Linked DNA regions of Danio rerio: region 1 is linked to region 2. The links are chromatin contacts, called in public Hi-C maps. All regions are on one chromosome and are shown on one strand. The core of a region is the stretch at or near the end of the contact, and the rest is flanking DNA. Distances in the headings are between cores, read along the strand shown. Region 1 overlaps trip4 (thyroid hormone receptor interactor 4). Region 2 overlaps trip4 (thyroid hormone receptor interactor 4).

What was found. Hi-C and Micro-C count contacts between places; a contact is called where the count stands out from the background.
Region 1: a contact with region 2 is called in a Hi-C map of embryo, with 1.4 times the contacts expected there. The contact joins two enhancer-like sites. A contact is called at or near these places in 2 of 18 Hi-C or Micro-C datasets (caudal fin and embryo).

The regions. Positions count from the first base shown.
Region 1 is chr7:68,326,599-68,331,607 of GRCz12tu, reverse strand. All of the region lies in intron 12 of trip4 (thyroid hormone receptor interactor 4), which reads right to left. Among named protein-coding and RNA genes, the nearest start is that of znf609b, 38 kb to the left of the region's middle. Within about 2 kb of position 2,912, at least 27 of the 62 cell types and tissues checked have an H3K27ac peak or open chromatin away from gene starts, as enhancers often do.
Region 2 is chr7:68,244,754-68,250,089 of GRCz12tu, reverse strand. The region is part of intron 11 of trip4 (thyroid hormone receptor interactor 4); the gene reads right to left. Among named protein-coding and RNA genes, the nearest start is that of trip4, 40 kb to the right of the region's middle. Within about 2 kb of position 3,234, at least 40 of the 62 cell types and tissues checked have an H3K27ac peak or open chromatin away from gene starts, as enhancers often do.

The sequences.
Region 1 (5,009 bases), core at 1,663-4,162, 82 kb before region 2:
AAACCACCACAATAAATTATGGCCCTTTGTTGTGCTCTTTGTACATTGTATTTATTTAGGGGCAAAACATCTGGGTTTTATGTTTATTTTTCTTTCCTTTGTGTGTGTGTTTGCATGGCACTCCGATGTATTAAAAAATTTTTTTTTACAATACATATGACTGTACAATAGTACTATTGTTAAACATTTGTAAACTTGGCATTACAACAATACCAACTGATCCAAATAATTAATATATTCATATTTAGGAAGCCAGTGCAATACTACACTCAGAAATAAAGGTGCGCGAGCTGTCACTGGGGTGGTACCTTGTCAAAAGGTAAAAATTTGTACCTAAAAGGTCCATATTTATACCTCAGGGGTACATATTACAAAGACCAAACGTGTTCCTCTTAAAATGTTAGGTACTAATATATACATTTGGAACCCAATATAAACGTTTTAAGTACAAACATGTACCTTCTCAAAAGGTACCACCCCAGTGACAGCTCACATACCTTTATTTCTGAGAGTGTACAACATTACGTAAAAAAATATTGTACTGAGTAAATCATGTGTAAACTAATCACAATAACCTAATTTTCTGTGTCATGAGTCAGGTGTTGGCATTACAGAACATATATGCAAGTTAAGTATGCATGCTCTAAGATTATGTCTTAGGGTGCTTTCACACCTAGACTTTTGTTTCGGAACCCGTTTAGTTTGCACAGTTAGCACGGTTTGTTTGTCATATGTGAAACCAGCAATCACGCTCGGATCTGCGCCAAAACAATCAGTCCGAGATCACCTGAATGAGGTGGTCTCGGCTTGATTGAAACAAACTCAGGAGTGGATCACTTGTAGTGAGAAAGCGATGCAATCTGAGCCCAGCTATATAACAGTGTATCATGGATATGTAATAAGCAGATATACATCTTTATGAAGAGAGAATTATGAATAGGGCAGGAGGTCATTCCTACCAGTAAATCTGTTTCATGTAAAAGCCTATAATGCATAGGCCAACTGGTATGTATGAGAAAGTCTTACCTCATTTATACTTGGTGACGATGTGTATAGGTGAAAAGCGCAGCTTTTCGCTAATGATGCCTTTATTTATCATAATAATAAATTAAAATAAGGACGCATGACAGCTAAGCGGGACTCGGCAAAATAAACCCTGAAACTCTGACTAATATGAGGAGAGTTTACTTGCATGTGACTTGTTTTAGTTCTTTTGGTTCGTTTAGAAACTTTGCCATGTGAAAGCGAACTGCACCAAGAACAAAGTGCAACATTGTTTTGTAACAAATGAATCGATTCATAGGTGTGAAAGCACCCTTAGGCCCTTTGTTGTTCTCCTTGTACATTGTATTCTTTTATGGGCAAAGCATGTCTGAGTTTTTATGTTTATTTTTTTGCTCCTTTTTGTGTTTGTGTGTGTGTGTGTGTGTTTGCATGGCACTCCAAGGTATTGATGAATAATTTTCACAATATTTATGATATTACAATTGTACTGTTATTGTTTAAGCCAGGTGTAAGCCAGGTGTTGGCATCACAGAAAATACACTTACTGGCCACATTATTAGGTACAACCTATTAGTACCAGTTTGGATCCCCTTTTGCCTCCAGAACTGTCTTAATCTGGTAAAGAATCAACAAGGTACTAGAAATATTCCTCAGAGATTTTGGTCCATATTGACATGATAGCATCACGCAGTTGCTGCAAATTTGTCAACTGCACATCCATGATGTGAATCTCTCGTTCCACCACATCCCAAAGTTGTTCTATTTTATTGAGCTCTGGTGACTGTGGAGGCCATTTGTGGACAGTGAACGCACTGTCATATTCAAGAAACCAGCCTGAGATGATTCGAGCTTTATGACATGGTGCGTTTTCCTGCTGGAAGTAGCCATCAGAGAAGATGGGTACACTGTGGTCATAAAGCAATGGACATGGTCAGCAACAATGCTCAGATAGGCTGTGGCGTTGACATGACAAAGAAAATATCCACCACCACCACCTCTAGCTTGATCCATTGATACAAGGCAGGATGGATCCATGCTTTTATGTTGTTGACGGTAAATTCTGACCCTACCATCCAAATGTGGCAGCAGAAATCGAGACTCATTAGACTAGGCAAAGTACTTCCAATCTTCTATTATCCAATTTTGGTGAGCGTGTGTGAATTGTAGTTTTCTGTTTTTAGCTGATAGGAGTGGCATGCATTGCTTTGCTGCCATGTGATTGGCTGATAAGAAACTTGCGCTAAATAGCAGTTGGACAGGTGTACCTAATAAAGTGGCCAGTGAGTATATGCAAATTAAGTATTGAGTGATCTAAGCTTCTGTTTTAGGATATTCATAGTTTTATTAATGCTCCCTTTATATCCCTTTTATGATACCACGTCTCCACATGATCTCATTGTCAGACCATTGTCAAAGTATTATAATTAGGCACAAGCAATGTTTTAGGCTTACAATGTAGCTGTAGTTTGTTGACAAACAAAGACCTACCATGTTATTAGCATGGCTTTCTCATGTCCAAAATGACCATTCATGCAGAAGAAAAACCACTAAACCAAAACAGATTGCATTTTAAAGCAATATCTACTGTTATACTGTTATCTTTTTTATATGAATACAGCCAGTTGGTCTGTAAAATCTTTAAAAAAAAATACAGTCAGTGAGTCAAATCTAAATCCAGGTGAGAAAATATACACAAATATATTGTTGACAGTGACTCACTAAAGCTTTTTGAAGAGAGATCAGCCAGATCCTCCCAGCAAACTGTGTAGCACAATTAGTCACAGAGCTCTTTACATGAGATATGATGGCTCCATTATCATTCATTAATGAGAAACACTTGAGTACATGACCGCTCCCCCACACTCAAACACTGCCGCGCTCTCTGTTCCACTTCTCTCCTGTGAGGGGGAGGCAGGGCAAGAAAAAAAAAAATCTTCATTAGCAGAGGAGAGGCAAAAGAAAGCGGATGAGAGAAAGGAGGAGAAAAACAGAAGGGGGGAATAAATTGAGGCTGATCTGGTGCTCTGTTTTTGAGGCGCTGAGATTTGCATATATGTGCAGCAGTGCAGAGGGAGAAATGTGTCAGCGCTGACAGCTTCCTGAGAATCTTTAAGCTTGATGTGGGCGCCTCTTTTTCTCTCCCAGAGACCGCAGGAGCCCTGCTAACAGTCGCTCGGGGGTCAGGACCAGTGCCTTTGTGCTCAGCCCTCCTATGGCAACCCAGCAAAGCATGTTTAACGGTCAGCTCAAGTGCAAAGCTGCTCTCTGGGGGGAGGGAGAGTTGAACCTTCCCTGCTGCAAGGGCAAATGGAGATGTGTGTGTATGTGTGTGTGTGGGGGCTAGACTAAAAGAGAACAAATGAGGATGGTAGGACAGACAAAATCATACACTGAACATGCTTGCCAACAGACCCTAGTCTGGCTAGATTAATATTAAATTTGACGTGTGGCTATGAGGGATAGACAGACAATGAGCTGATCCATACTTTGCCAAGATTTTTGTTCTTTTTTTTTCCAAAGACAAATTGACAATAAGATCCGGGATGACATGCGGAGACTCTACACTGTGCTATGCCTAACATCTCTAGTGTCATTTTCTTGAAATCAAGTAAGGCGTCCACCAAGACTGGGATGACAGTGTCCTGTCAGTGTATCAATAAGAAATGAAGCACAGGGTTGCCATGTTGAAGACAAGCCTAGACAAGTATTCATTTCCAGGCTAGTCCTGTTTGGTTTGAAAATGTATGGTGGTGGATGAGCAGAAGCATGGTGTTCATCTGCAAAACTTTTAGGTCGGTCAGCAATAAAGCGTTACTTCTCGTTCTATTTTAAAGATTCGTTGAATCTTTCCTTAAGGAACCACACATCACATTAGCAAAACAGACTCATAAAAATGAACCCCTGTATACATTTCTGGAGAGCATATGTAGCCAGAGCTACGTATGGCTGCATTTGATTTTTAAAATGAACGCTACGGGGCGGTATGACGCCACAGACAGTTTGTGTTTCTTTTTGTGCTACCAGTTGACTGCTTACATCCGTGGATGGCTTTTCCGCTGTTACCAGTATGCCCAGTAGCCTCAGTTGGCGGACTTGAGATGCAGAGAGGAGTTGACCGCAACGATGAGGTTTGAGTCAAAGAACGGCAAAGAACGATTCCAGAAAGCAGGTAAAATAAAGAAGAAGAAAAATGTTCATTTTCTTGTCGGCTTAGTCCAGTGACGGGCAAACTCGGTCCTGGAGGGTCGGTGTCCTACACAGTTTAGCTCCAACTCTAATCAAACACACCTGCTTATAGGTTTCTAGTGATCTTGAAGACACTGATTAGCATGTTCAGGTGTGTTTGATTAGTGTTGCAGCTAAACTATGCAGGACACTGACCCTCCAGGACCGAGTTTGCCCCCCCCTGGCTTAGTCCCTTTTTTATTCCGGGGAGGTCACAGCGGCATGAACCGCCAACTTATCCAGGACATTTTTACGCAGCGGATGTCCTTCCAGCAAAATCTCGGGGAAACATTCATACACGCACACTCATACACTACGGACAATTTAGCATACCCAATTCACCTGTGTTGCATGTCTTAGGTGTGTGGGGAAACCGGAGCACCCGGAGGAAACCCACGCGAACGCAGGAAGAACATGCAAACTCCACACAGCAACGCCAACTGACCCAGCGACCTTCTTGCTGTGAGGCAAAAGCACTAACTACTGCGCCACTGCGTCGCCAGAAGAAGAAAAATAAACAAGTTAATAACAAGGTGAGAATTTGGTAAGATCTGTAAACGTGGTAAAAATCAGGTGGCGACGAGGGTTTTTTTTTTCTGGATTGCTTTTGAAAACACTATGGGTTGGGTTTAGGGAAGGGGGAGGGTGGTGGTAGTAAGTCAATCAGTCGACAGTTGCCTCTGGTGGATTTCTTTAAGAACAGCAGGTGTGAATGGCTCGCAAAAGAAATTTGTGATCTGAAAAAAGCATCCACATCAGGTGGATGTGTGAAAGATGCA
Region 2 (5,336 bases), core at 1,985-4,484:
GATCACTGAGAAGTGATACAAACAGCTGTCAAATTTCAAAATGACTCATACTGATTGAATCATCTGCAATTTTTGTGTAGCTTGGCAGTGAACTTTTGCTCTGTGAAACAATCATGGCTCCATCTGAAAGCAGATTCTGGACTTTTACAGCTGATGACTAAACTGGCTTTACTGACAAACTGCACAAGAAAATGACCTCAGTTACCATATTATACAATAAATACTGCGGCTCCTAAGTGCCTCAAACTAAACAAAAATTTGGGGGGGGGGGAACGAAATTGATTCAACCCATAAAAAAAAACAAAAAAAACAATAAAGTCATTTATATAGTGATATAACGCTGTTTTTGAACACTACCATAGTAAATAGTATTACACTGTATACACACACACACACACACACACACACACACACACACACACACACACACACACACACACACACACACACAAAGATTTCTGCTGCCTGTTCAAACTACTTATTTAATATGAGCTGAAATAACACTGTTCTTGAGATTTATGGGGTGCAACTTAATTATTTTATGTTCAATCCACTTAAATATGTTAAGTTAACTTAATTGATTTGTGCTGTGACAGCATGAACAAATTGTGTGGAACCCTGCATTTTTTACCATTTATGTTATTATTAAATGCTACAGCATGCTTTAGCATTAACCACAGTGAACTGCAATAAACACTGTAGAATACATACTACATACTATAGTTTTACTACAGTTTGTTGTGGTGTATTCTGTGTTGGGTAAGTTACTTTACTTATCAATTACAAATTACTGATCACTACTCGAAAAATGTAATCTGATTACATTACTTATTACTTAATGCAAAACGTAATTTGTAAACTGTAATTTCTTTTCTTTGAAGTTACTTTAAAAGTATATAAAATATACCTATAAAAATACAACAAAGTGCAGCTCTTTCAGTAATTTAATATTCAGTGAAAAAACATTACAATGGATTGTTCAGAGCAGCTTGACATTTTCAAAAATGTTAAAGAGAAAGTTCACCCAAAACTTTAAATTCTCTCATTATTCAATTGCTTCACATTTAGAAGATACCTTCACTCCCGATCCTATTTCAGCTCGCGTTCTCCAGCAATTTGAAAGCGCATGCTTATTAACTGACGCTGCAGTGGAAAACGTGATTTAAATGAAGCATTTTTTTTTTTAAATATTATATTTGTAACATAAGTAACGCAATTACAAAGTAGCTGTAATTAAATTACACAAATGCAAAATGTAAATCGTTACATTACTGCGTTCCTCAAAAATGTAATTAGATTACAGTAACGTGTTACTATGGAATGCGTTCCACCCAACTCTGGGTGTATTGCAGCATATTATAGCCAATAGTTGTAGAAAATGACATTATTGGGTAATTAGTTTATATTACTATAGTTGTTGTATTACCATAGCAACTATATAATTACTACATCAGATTAATTCAAGTACTTATCTATAGTATGGTTCACAAACACTACAGTATTTACTATAAATGATTACAGTTTTTGTGTGTATATATATAGGAAAGATAAAAACATATGATACATGTTTAATATGTTATCATCCCTGTTTTAATATGTCATTATTTAAAACATGGCATTGATAAAATTAAAATTACACTGAAAATGAATAAAATTACACTGAACACAAACAAGTAAATGTTTGTATAAATTTAAATACCAAATATTACTAAAAAATAATAAGGGCCCTATCATACACCCAAAGCAATAAGGCACAAGACATGTTCGGTGAGATTTGTTGCTATTTGCACCACGTTGTTTACATAGCAAAACCATTTGTGCTACTTTGTGGACATATGGGTGTTCCGACCTAAAAAGGAAGTGTGTTAAGGCACATTGCTGGCGCGCTGCTATTTTAAGAAACTGAAATAGACTTTGCCACTGACCAACTTAAAGCTGGTCTAAAGTCCAGCACAAAGAGTGTTAGTTGTGTGCCTGTGCAGGTCTTTAATACACAGAGAATCTAAAATAATTAACAAATATATTCACATATGGAAAAAAATAAGGATTAAAATGTTACAAAAAATATTATTTTCTACATATATAAATAATAATAAAAAAAAACAGTGCCTCCATGCCTTCTTCATTCGACTATTTTTAGTTTATTCATGGCAATTTGCATTTGTATAATGTTATTATTATTAGTAGTATTATTTATTATAAGCATATTTATATTTGTTTTATTAAAAACAAGTTTTGCCTCCTGTTGGGTATTGGAGACCAATGCATCACCATATGGGGCATAAGAATAGGACGTGTTACCACACTTCATTATTATTGTTCATTTATTTGTTTGCTGGAAATTAGAACAGAAATTAGAAATAGTTTGGAAAAAAATCTTTGAGCCCAACTAATTAAATTAAATATGTAGGCTGATGGATGTCTTCAGTGGAGTGCGTACAACAACATTTCCTTATCCACGAAAGTAAAGAAGTAAAGTGTAAAAGTAATGAGAAAGTAAAGAGGCTGATTGGAGGAGGCTCATTCTTTATCCTCGCGCTGCAGATGGTCTGTTTAAACGTTTTCTCACAAGTAAGGCATTCAGTTCTTCCACTTACAAAGTTCACCATGTAAATGGCAAATTTGCCATGCCTAGACCATGCACCATGGCGCTAACCATATTTTTCAGTGCTTAAAATAACAAAAAGTGGATTCGGACACGTTCTTAATGCTTTTACACCATGAGCATTAGACTTTGCACCTAGATTGTTAAAATAGAGCCCTTAAATCTTTGAAAAGCTTCTAAATAAGCTTTTCTGAACTCTAAATATATATTCCACTACCAGAAAAAGCGCACTACAATGAAATCAGAATTGTTAAGGAGGAATCAGAATAAGGATCATTAAGGTCCAATCCCTACAGAACAGATCTATAGTCACGACTCTGTCTGAGCTTGTCATTCAGTGTGCCCAGACTCAACTGGTCAAATAGCTTCAGTCACACACTGTCTGACCTCTCCAACACAGCAAAACAATCAGCACAGAGAGAGAGGAGAGTAAGAAAGAGAGCAGGCTTCAAAGCTCCTCTCCACACAGCAGATAATGAAGGCAGCTACTGGAGAAATTGAATTTCTAACAACCACATCCTTACACACTACACTGACAGGGAAAAACAATGTCTGTGGGGGGAGGATCGGTAGGGCAATAGAGAAAGAAAGAGAGAGGGAGGATAAGATAGCGTGAGAGAGAAAAAGGGCCGTCTTGGTTTGGCTCAGATCCAGTTCAGCCACTCCGGGCGTCTCTCCCACTGGAGGAAGGCTTTTCAGCATATAAATATCACATTACCACACAAGGAAACACAGGCATCAGCTGGCCTTCTAACCTGCACTAACGAGGGCCGCCGCCCCCTGCCAACTGGCCACTGTCTTCTCCTAAGAAGCAGCTTAACTGTTTTGTTCTGCTGCTCAATAGACAAAGCACTTTTTCCCAAATAACAACTAGGGCTAATAGATTAAAATAATCCCAATTAGTTGCATGGTTTTCTGCAGTTAATATTGTTAACCTCTTGCTTTGAATTTTCTGAACTGTCTGTATTATTAAAAAAAGCAGTGTGCTCCGATTTAAAGCACTTAAAATATGTGACAAAGTAAACTCTAAATTTAGATAATCTAAAAAGTGAAAATACAATGATGCTAAAAATGGTGATTCCACTAAAATGATAGTAGCCCTATCATTGTTCCTAATCTGCCATACTGAGGTATTTGTTATCCATTTAATTCAATTCATCCTTTATTTCTATAGTAATTTTATAATGTAGATTGTGTCAAAGCAGCTTAACATAAAAGTTCTAGTAAATTTAAACTGTGTCAGTCCAGTTTTCAGAGTTGAAGTTCAGTTTTCGTTCAGTTTAGTGTGGTTTAATTTTCACTGCTGAAAGTCCAAACACTGAAGAGAAAATCCATCGATGCACAGCTCCACAAGTCCCAAACCAAGCAAGCTAGTGGCGAGGGAAAAAAAAAAAAAAACTTCACCAATTGACAAAAGTGAAGGGAAAAAAACCTTGCGAGCAACATGCTTTGATGATAAAGAAATAATGCAATACACAAAGTAATAGTTGTATTTACTCAAAGTTGGTGAACTTATTTGCTTCTTAAATTTTAGGCATTGAGTTTCCATGCTTCTGTCTAATAATATTAACAAGCAGGCTAGTTGAGAATACTGCTTTGCTTTAAGGCAGGGGTGTCCAAACTCGGTTCTGGAGGGCTGGTGCCTTGGAGAGTTTAGCTCCAACCCTAATCAAACACACATATACCAGCTAACTGAGCTCTTACTAGATATACTAGAAACTTCCTGGTAGGTGTGTTGAAACAAGTTGGAACTAAACTATGCAGGACACCGGCCCTCCAGGACCGAGTTTGGCCACCCTTGCTGTAAGGTGTGCTAAGCATACAGATGTCACTACTTCAATGTGTTCCTTATGCCGGCATTCATACCGCGGCGACGGTGGTAATAGGTGCGCCAGCAGCTTTTGACCGCTGGGTGGCACTTTAACCACAGATATTCAGCTTTGCCTTTTCACAATACTAAACAGACTGTTCTGTATGCGTACCTTATGTGATGTGATGTGTTTAATTAAAATATAATTTTGATTTAGTTTTCTTAGTAATAAACATGCTCTTACACTATACTGTATGTTTTAGAAAAGATAAGTGGTGAGAAGAATAGTCATAGGCTTCAAAAAGCAAACATAACAATTAAGTTCTTTAGCCTTTAGTGCCCTATTAAATTGTGTTAGGGTGAAAATAATGTTTTTATTTCTTTGATTATCTCAAACTCTAAATGTGCGCATATGAAATACAACAAAATAATATTATTAGATATTAGATAGATTATCGTGCCAGTGCAGCACATCACCTGATTGCGATCTTGTGATCACCTGAACTTACTTTATCAGTAGGCTATTTATTATTTAGTGCAGGCTAAGTTACAAATATTTGACCAACTGCCACGTCATGTAAAACACTCTCATGTTTGAATAAATTAATTAAATAAATGGGGATCTCCGCACGCAAAGTGAGCCGCATATTATTGATGAATCGCATATTATTGATGAATCGCCAAGTTAAACAAAATTGTACTTGATATTTTTAGTCGGATTGATTAAGCTGAGATGACCAAAAAGTTAATTTGATTCAACAAAAATAATTTAAGGCAGCAACATTTATTTATAAATGTCCCAGTGTGCAAAAGGCTTAACAAATTCACAGGGGGAAAAAATCTTGTTTTGTCACTATAACACTAATAAAACATTGTACACTGACAATAACAAAAACTACTGCCAACAAGCAATCAGAAAAA